Linked DNA regions of Mus musculus: region 2 is linked to region 1. The links are chromatin contacts, called in public Micro-C maps. All regions are on one chromosome and are shown on one strand. The core of a region is the stretch at or near the end of the contact, and the rest is flanking DNA. Distances in the headings are between cores, read along the strand shown. Region 1 overlaps Otub2 (OTU domain, ubiquitin aldehyde binding 2). Region 2 overlaps Gm46375 (a long non-coding RNA gene).

The links. Hi-C and Micro-C count contacts between places; a contact is called where the count stands out from the background.
Region 2: a Micro-C map of the G1E-ER4 cell line shows a contact between it and region 1. The contact joins two enhancer-like sites. A contact is called at or near these places in 2 of 39 promoter capture datasets (hippocampal neurons and pre-B cells) and 2 of 484 Hi-C or Micro-C datasets (both in the G1E-ER4 cell line).

The regions. Positions count from the first base shown.
Region 1 is chr12:103,391,425-103,395,459 of GRCm38.p6, reverse strand. All of the region lies in intron 1 of Otub2 (OTU domain, ubiquitin aldehyde binding 2), which reads right to left. Among named protein-coding and RNA genes, the nearest start is that of Otub2, 4.8 kb to the right of the region's middle. Within about 2 kb of position 1,774, at least 37 of the 459 cell types and tissues checked have an H3K27ac peak or open chromatin away from gene starts, as enhancers often do. A contact at or near this core is called in the G1E-ER4 cell line, where this site is marked.
Region 2 is chr12:105,018,153-105,022,187 of GRCm38.p6, reverse strand. The region is part of intron 1 of Gm46375 (a long non-coding RNA gene); the gene reads left to right. Among named protein-coding and RNA genes, the nearest start is that of Gm46375, 6.6 kb to the left of the region's middle. Within about 2 kb of position 2,092, at least 112 of the 459 cell types and tissues checked have an H3K27ac peak or open chromatin away from gene starts, as enhancers often do. A contact at or near this core is called in the G1E-ER4 cell line, where this site is marked.

The DNA of each region.
Region 1 (4,035 bases), core at 525-3,024:
GGCCCCAAGTTTTGTAACACAGCAACTGTGTAACCTGCCCCTGCCATGCACCCATACCTCAGCACTGGACGGAGATTTAGAGACAGCCAGCTCTCCGGACTGGTGACTGGCCAATCCAGCCAGTGAGTGAGCTGCAGGTTCAGTGGAGAGACACCATCTCGGAAATTAGACGAGTTAGGGAGAGGCCTCAGTGAGCAAGGCGCTTGCTCCCCAAGGGAGACAAGAGTTCAGATCCCCAGAACGGATGTGTGGCAGCTACCTGTAAACTTAGCCCTCAGGAGGCAGAGATGGATCCCTGCAGCCAGCTAGCTAGCTAGACCACCCAGAATCGACAACCTCCAGGCTCAGCAAGAGACCCTGTCTAAATAAGCAGAGAACAAGGAAGACACCCAGTGTCACCACCTCCTGACATCCGCATGCAGAAACACATGTGCATGCAAATCCACATACATGTGTGCCCACCTACTTAGGAGGCAGGTTCATATGCATACCTCACACACATGCATGCGCTAAATTTTTAAAAGAAAAACGATAGAGGAAGGTATATGATGTCAATGTCTGGCCTCTACACTCGTGCACAGGTTGGTACAATCCTCTATTATGAACACATACATACACAGGGATACACAACACACATACACCCAAATCTCTCTCTCTCTCTCTCATTCTCTCTCTCTCTCTATATATATATATACATATATATATACACACATATACATATATACACACATATATGAATTACATATAAACATATATATATATATACATGTATGCATGTATATATGTATAAACATAAATTTGTATATATGTATATATGAATATTCAGATATGGATATTCATATATGAATATATGTATATATACATATATATACACTTACATATGCATCCATATATATATATACATACACACATATGCACACATATATATGTGTAATATATATATGGGTAATATATATCAGTTATATACACACACATATATGTGTGTGTGTATATATATATGTATATATATATATGAATACACATGTAATGTGTTCAAAAGTCCATTATTAATGAGGTGACTGAAGCCATGGGTGCAGGGAGACCTGTCTCCTTGAAGGACTCACTCCTGCTCCAACACCTGGGGACAACTGTGGTGTCACAGACCATCACCACTGGATGTCTTTGCAACTGGAAGTCAGCCTCCAGCCTCCTCCCTCTAAAGACAAGCTGTGGCCAGGCTGTGCTCTCTGGGCCTTTTGGCCTCTGCTGCAGTGCAGGCTGCTATCCTCAGTCCTTAAGCCTGCCAAGCACCCTGCCTGAGTTAGACCCTTGGGCCCTATGTGGTGGAAGGAGAGAACTGACTCTTGCAAGTTGCCCTCTGACCTCCACACATACTCCATGGCATGCCTGCACCACGCCCTCACCCCCTGCCATCCCCCATCCCCACACAAATAAATACACATGAAAGGCTGCCTTCCAGGATGGATAACCCCTTTCTCTCACCTTGTAACCTTTCTTTCCACGCTCCCTTTACCTTCCCCTCCTCCCTCTTGTAGGGACTATAGTGGTGATCTCTCTGTGCCATCCTTGATAACTACGGGTAATCTTCCACTTCAGCCCCTTAACTGAGTCACACTTCGGAACCTCTGCCGTGGTAATATATCCACGGGTGCTAGGTAACAGGATACGCTAATCTTTGTTGACAATCACTCAGGCTTACTTCATGACCCTTCTCTGTGGGGCTCCAACCCCTTATCTTAGTGTTTTCAGAGTTCCTGAAGCTGGCCTCTGCCTCCCTCAGATAATGTGAACTTGTGTAACATCTTTGAGCAGCCTCCTGGTCTTAGCTCCAGCCTCACCTCTCCCTAGGACTCCAGCCTCAAACAGCCGCAACCTCTCAGTCACCCAAACTACCCCTTCTGATTCATCCACCCTTAATTACTCTGTTGCCTCTCTGTCCCCACCAGTCTCCTCTAGACCCTAGGATACCCCTTTACCCACCAGAGTATACCCCCAAATCCAGGAGCCCTCTTCCATTGTCTCACCCTGCCCCACTAGTTCCTGGGTCTGGCCTGAGAGCCCTCACCATCTCCCACAAGGAGGATGCAATGTACCCTGCCCAGTGTGACCTTGGGGCTTCCTCTCCCAGTCAGCCCCACATTCTCTATGAGCAGTCAGAAGAGTCTGCTTAACTGGCAGAGCCTTTCCTCAGTACTCTATGCTGGGCTCAGATGTTTAACTGCCAATATCACAGTATCAAAAGGCAACACTCTGCCTTTGTGACTGGACTAACATCACGATTCTGAGTTGTACCCATGTCGACTCAGTTTCCCTAGCCCTGCCTTCTGCCAAGCGAGGCCTTTCCTCATGGTAAGAAAGCAAGAAGGCCCTGGCCTGATGCTGGCACCTCCCAAGCTCTTTAGGACTTTCCAGCTTCCCAAGCTCTGAGCCTGATGGAGCTGTTTCGTAAAAATGGCCCAGTGATAACCTATCACCGCCATACAACCAGGCTAAGACATAGCCAGGAGTCAGGAGCCGAAGCTGCCATAACTAATACCTGCAGACATGAAGGCTTCGGGATGGGGCAGTGGCTACAGCTGGGACACCTCCCTGGAGGATGCTGGAGCAGCCTTCGCAGCTGTGAACAGGCCACCAAGGGCGATTTTGGAGTGGGTAAGACAAGACGGAGAACAGAAGGTAAAGTGGGGGTCTTCCCAGAAGATTCTGTGTGAGAGCGCTGGCAGGAACTGGCACAAAAGAGGCCCCGAGGATGGCGCCTCAGATGGAAGCGAGGAATGAGGTCCTGGAGACTGGAGGGAAGGGCCATCTCCGCAAGTGGCAAAGAACTTGGCTGCAGGGTGTCCTTGCCTCAGGTCTCCATGGGAAAACAGAACTTAAGAACAATGAGCTAGGAAGGACCTAGGTGGCAGAAGCCCAAGGCAGCGGCATTCAGGCTGCGAAGTGGGTTCTTGTAACTTTATCACCTAACACGGGAGAGGAGAGAGACATGATGTGAGTAAAGACGGGGTTCATAAGTGAAGAGGATAAAGGTCTTGGAAAACTCATAGCCTAAGTAAAAGAATGAAAGAGCATGTTTATGCTAAGGATGTGGCCCCGAGGGTGGCCACCTGCTAAAGATAATAGCACAGAAGAGAGTGAGGTGTCACTCAGGGAGACGGGGTAGGAGACCCCCCCCCATACAAAATGGCAGAGCGCCATAGGCTGGTTACACTTAGAGAGCACCTTCCGGGGAACCTCTCAAGGGTTCCCACCTTTCAGGGTGGCAGGCCACCTGGGTGACCAGCTGTGTGGCAGGGCCCGGGGAGGACTGCTACTCTAGTGAGGCCTGCAGAATGACAGCGGGGGTGCGCTGCAAAGCTTGCGAGCCCAGAGTAACCAGACACAGTCTCCACTAGGGTGATGCCCATGGCAGAGAAGACCATGGGGATGTAGTGTGGCTGTTGTGAGCTGCTTCCTAGGCTGTGTCCAGTGAATTCCAGGGTGGGCCACCTCAGCGGAGAAGCCTCCCTCCCCTCCCCCCACCATCCTACCCCCGTATCTTGCTTGTTCCGGACAGGATCTGACAGGTGGACTCGCTGGCTGATTTGTGCTATCTCCCTCTCTCGACTCAAATGCCAACTCCACAAGGGTCATTTGTCACTTATCACCTGTCATTTGTCACTGCCGGATCTCCACTTTCAGGAATGTTGGAATGTATGCTAAAAATGTATCCCGAGTGCTTCGAACTGAATTGTTGAAGCTGGAGCTCCGGGCCTCAGAATGCAACTTTATTTTGGAATAGGGTCATCGCTAATATAATTAGCTAGGATGAGGTCACAAAAGAGTTGGCTAGGTCACCAGCCCAATGAGTGGCTTCCTTATTAACAGAGGAGTATAAAACACATGCACGCACGGGAGAGAGCCATCTGTGGGTGAGTTCCAAAGTCATAAGTCAGGCTACTGCCGGAAGCTTGGGGAAGCTGGGGATGGAACGTCCCTAAACTCTGCCCCTCCCCGCACATTCACCTGAGACTCCAGCCTCCAGCCTCATGAGAA
Region 2 (4,035 bases), core at 843-3,342, 1.6 Mb before region 1:
ATCAGGCTACAGCTGAAAGAGGAGAGTGTTTCCACGACTGCCTGTACCATAAAATTACTTTGAATAATAACAGAGGTAGGCGTGGGCCTCGAGAGAAAAGCCAGACAAGGGTAAAACCCTGGGTCTGTGTGCTTGTGGAAGGACAGCCATGAAGATTGAAAAGGAGGAAGGAAAGAAGACAGAGATGGGAAATGTCCAAGCCACAGCAAGGCCAGGTGAGGGCCCAGGCTTCCTGCTTTGGGCCGTGAGGGAAGTGTGACCGGAGACTGATTCCTGACCACTGGTGGCCGCTTGCCCTTTCAGTTCGGGAAAGAGTTGGGAGGAATTTGCCACCTTGTCTCCCAGCTGTGAGTGGCCCCTGTGTGTGAGCCTGTGTTTGTTCTAAAGCATCTAGAGAGCCTGTGAAGTAAGCAGAGGGCCCCACCATTTTCCCCACGCATGTCAATAGCAAGCAAGAATCTGCACAAGATTGAAGAAGTGGCCTTCCTGCAGAGGCTGGTAGCTGTCCCTTTCGCCCTGGTGCTTGTAAGACCTTCAGTGTCTGTGGCCACTGGGGTGGGCGTACCTTCTGTTAGCCTTTCCATTGACTTGTTTTCTGCCTACTGATTTTGACTGTTCACCAGGAAGTGTGTGGCACTTGCTGTGTGTGTGTGTGTGTGTGTGTGTGTGTGTGTGTGTGTGTGTGTACCCACTCCACCGTAGAGGAGATTTAGAATCAAAGGTTGTATTAGTCAGGGTTCTCTAGAGTCACAGAACTGACGGGTCGTCTCTATATAGTAAGGGAATTTGTTGATGACTTACAGTCTGTAGTCCAACTCCCAACAGTGGTCAGCAGCAGCTGTGACAGGATCTAGCAGTTGCTCAGTCCCACAAGGCAAGCAGGAGAAGAAGAGAGAGAGTAAATCTTCCTTCTTACAATGCCCTTATGTAGGTCTCCAGCTGAAGGTGTGGCCCAGATTAAAGGTGTGTGGCACCATACCTTTAATCCCAGATGACCTTGAACTTGGAAATCTCTCTGTCTTAATCTTCTAGGATTCATAGCCACTATGCCTCAAGGTCTCCATGCCAAGATCCAGGTCAGAAACTTGTATCTCCCAGCCTCCAGATTAGGGTCACTGGTGAGCCTTCCAATTCTGGATTGTAGCTCATTCCAGTTATAGTCAAGTTGACAGCCAGGAATAGCCACTACAAAGGTCTTTAAAGTCAGGGGAAGTTGCAGTTTTAAGGGCTGGCAGCAACCACTTGGAAAGCACACTTTCTGTCTGGTCAGGGGCCAGTGATCAGCAGCAGGACCCTAAGGCATCCTGAAGCTAGGCTTTTACAGTGAAACATGGTCTTCACTATTCAGGAAGGCTCCCGTCCAACCAAGAATTATGATGGAGATGAGGTTGGAGAGGTGGCTCAGGGGATACACTGCGAGCCACACCAACAGGAGGACCTGAGCTCAGTACTCAGCATACACATAACATGCTTAGCATAGTAGCATGAGTGCTAGGAAGTCGGGGACAGAGGCTCCCCAGAGCTTGCTGGCCAGGGGACTAGCCAATCGATGCCCTCCACATTCAGTGAGAGACCCTGCCTCAAAAACCAAAATGGAGGGCTGGCGAGATGGCTCAGCGAGTAAGAACACTGACTGCTCTTCTGAAGGTTCTGAGTTCAAATCCCAGCAACCACATGGTGGTTCATAACCACCCGTAATGAGAGTTAATACCCTCTTCTGGTGTGTCTGAAGACTGCTACAGTGTACTTACATATTATAATAATAAATAAATCTTTGGGCCGGAGGGAGCAGAGGTCCTGAGTTTAATTCCCAGCAACCACATGATGGCTCACAACCATCTGTACAACTACAATGTACTCATATACATAAAATAAATAAATATTTTTTAAAAAAAGACTGCTGCAGGCAGTCACAGCTGCTCTGACGAAGGTGGTAAAGGCTGTTGTGCTGTGAGGACAACACCCTACAGGTCACTCTCAGCCTTCACGTGGACCTATCTGACATTTTTAAGCCCTGCCACCCAGCTCAAGAGCGCCTGCCTGTCTGTCTGTGGTTGCACAAAGTACCACAAAGCCTTCCTGGGTTCTTCCAGCCTAACTAGGATGCCAAGGCCACGCCTCTGGGAGTCAGCCAGGGCGGGGCTCCTGGACCTCCCTCAGCTTTCTGGGCACCCTGCCTATCACAGCTTCTAATATTATCACAGGTTCAGAAAATAAAGAGAAACGCTCTAGTGGCTTTGAAAACTGTTGTCCCCGGAGAGCAAACACCCAAACCGCTCCTTTTCCCACCTAGTAGAGACCTTCCTCAGAAGACGCATTCTCTTCCAGAGTTGCTTTCTGTTTCAAGGAGTGGGGATTCAGTTCATCACAGGAGGAAACATTCGGGCAGATCTTCAAATTCATGGCACACGTTCTGCACGCTCCTCCCAGGAAGACAGCAAGAACTGGTGGTCCCTTTGCTGGGTGTCGGAGCCTGTGGAGATAAGGCATCTGGCCCTGCCCAGCCAGCTAGAGATGTGTGAGGCCCAGAGAAGAGCCCAGTCAGGAGGCTTTGATCCTGGAGGCTTTTGTGCTCTGCCAATCCCCCCTGGGCTGGAAACATTGATCTTATGAAGTCTGCATGTGGATTTCAAAAGGAAAGGGAACAAGCAGGCCAGGTCTGCAATACGCGGCTGTTTAAATATGAATGATGAAGCGGGGAGGGTGGACGACCTTCAGCGTAGTGAACACACAGTTCATGTTTGGTCACCAAGGAGAGAGCTGAGCAGAGACGAGACTTTCCTGGTACACAGCAGTTCCGAGAAAACAAAACCACATTCATTATGTGTAGTGGGCTCGTTGGCCTGGCAAGCTCGGTGCCATCAGCCCGAAGCTCTGTTTTCTTTTCTTTTCTTTTCTTTTCTTTTTTTTAAATTTTAATTAGGTATTTTCTTCATTTACATTTCCAATGCTACCCCAAAAGTCCCCCATACCCTTCCCCCCATCCCTACCCCCCACCCCACTTCTTGGCCCTGGTGTTCCCCTATACTTAGGCATATAAAGTTTGCACGACCAATAGGCCTCTCTTTCCACTGATAGCCAACTAGGCCATCTTCTTATACACATGCAGCTAGAGACACGAGCTCCGAGGGGTACTGGTTAGTTCATATTGTTGTTCCACCTATAGGGTTGCAGACCCCTTTAGCTCCTTGGGTTCTTTCTCTAGCTCCTCCATTTTGCACAGGCAGATAATAAACAGGACCGGACGACTTCAGCTCATGCACGCACAGTTGAAGGAGTGAGCCTGGCGCGCGTGCTCTCGGGCTCCAGGTCCATCAAGTGACTTCTCTGTGTTACCAGAGCCCGTGCCATTTCTCCCCAGCTTATTTTATCTTATCAATAGCTTCACCCAGAATAATTTTTAACAAAAGAGCAAAAAAGAGCACCGTGTGGAAATAGCACCTAAGAAACAGATCGGAATTTACTCATGACACAGAAAATGGTCCTTTGCTATGGATACCACACAGAATTTGAGTGACTAAGAGGTTGGTAGGACGGTTCAGCTCATAAAGATGCTCACTACACAGAGCCTAATGTCCGGAGTTCAGAACCACATAAAGGCAGAGGGAGGTTACAGCTGACTCCAGAAAGTTCCTCTGATCGCTCCTGCACAGCCCCTGCCCTATACACACACCATGGATGGACAAAGACAATTAAAAAAATAGAGCTGAAGCCGGGCAGTGGTGGCGCACGCCTTTAATCCCAGCACTTGGGAGGCAGAGGCAGGTGGATTTCTGAGTTCGAGGCCAGCCTGGTCTACAGAGTGAGTTCCAGGACAGCCAGGGTTACACAGAGAAACCCTGTCTCGAAAAACCAGAAGAAAAAAAAAATAGAGCTGGAGAGAGGCTCTAAAACACATGATGCTCTTGCAGAAGATGAGGGTTTAGGTCCCGGTTACAGTTTCAAAGGATCTAACATCCTCTTCCAGCCTCTGTGGGCACCAGGCTCACAAATGGTGTAGACATGTGTGTAAGCGAAACACTCACACACATAAAA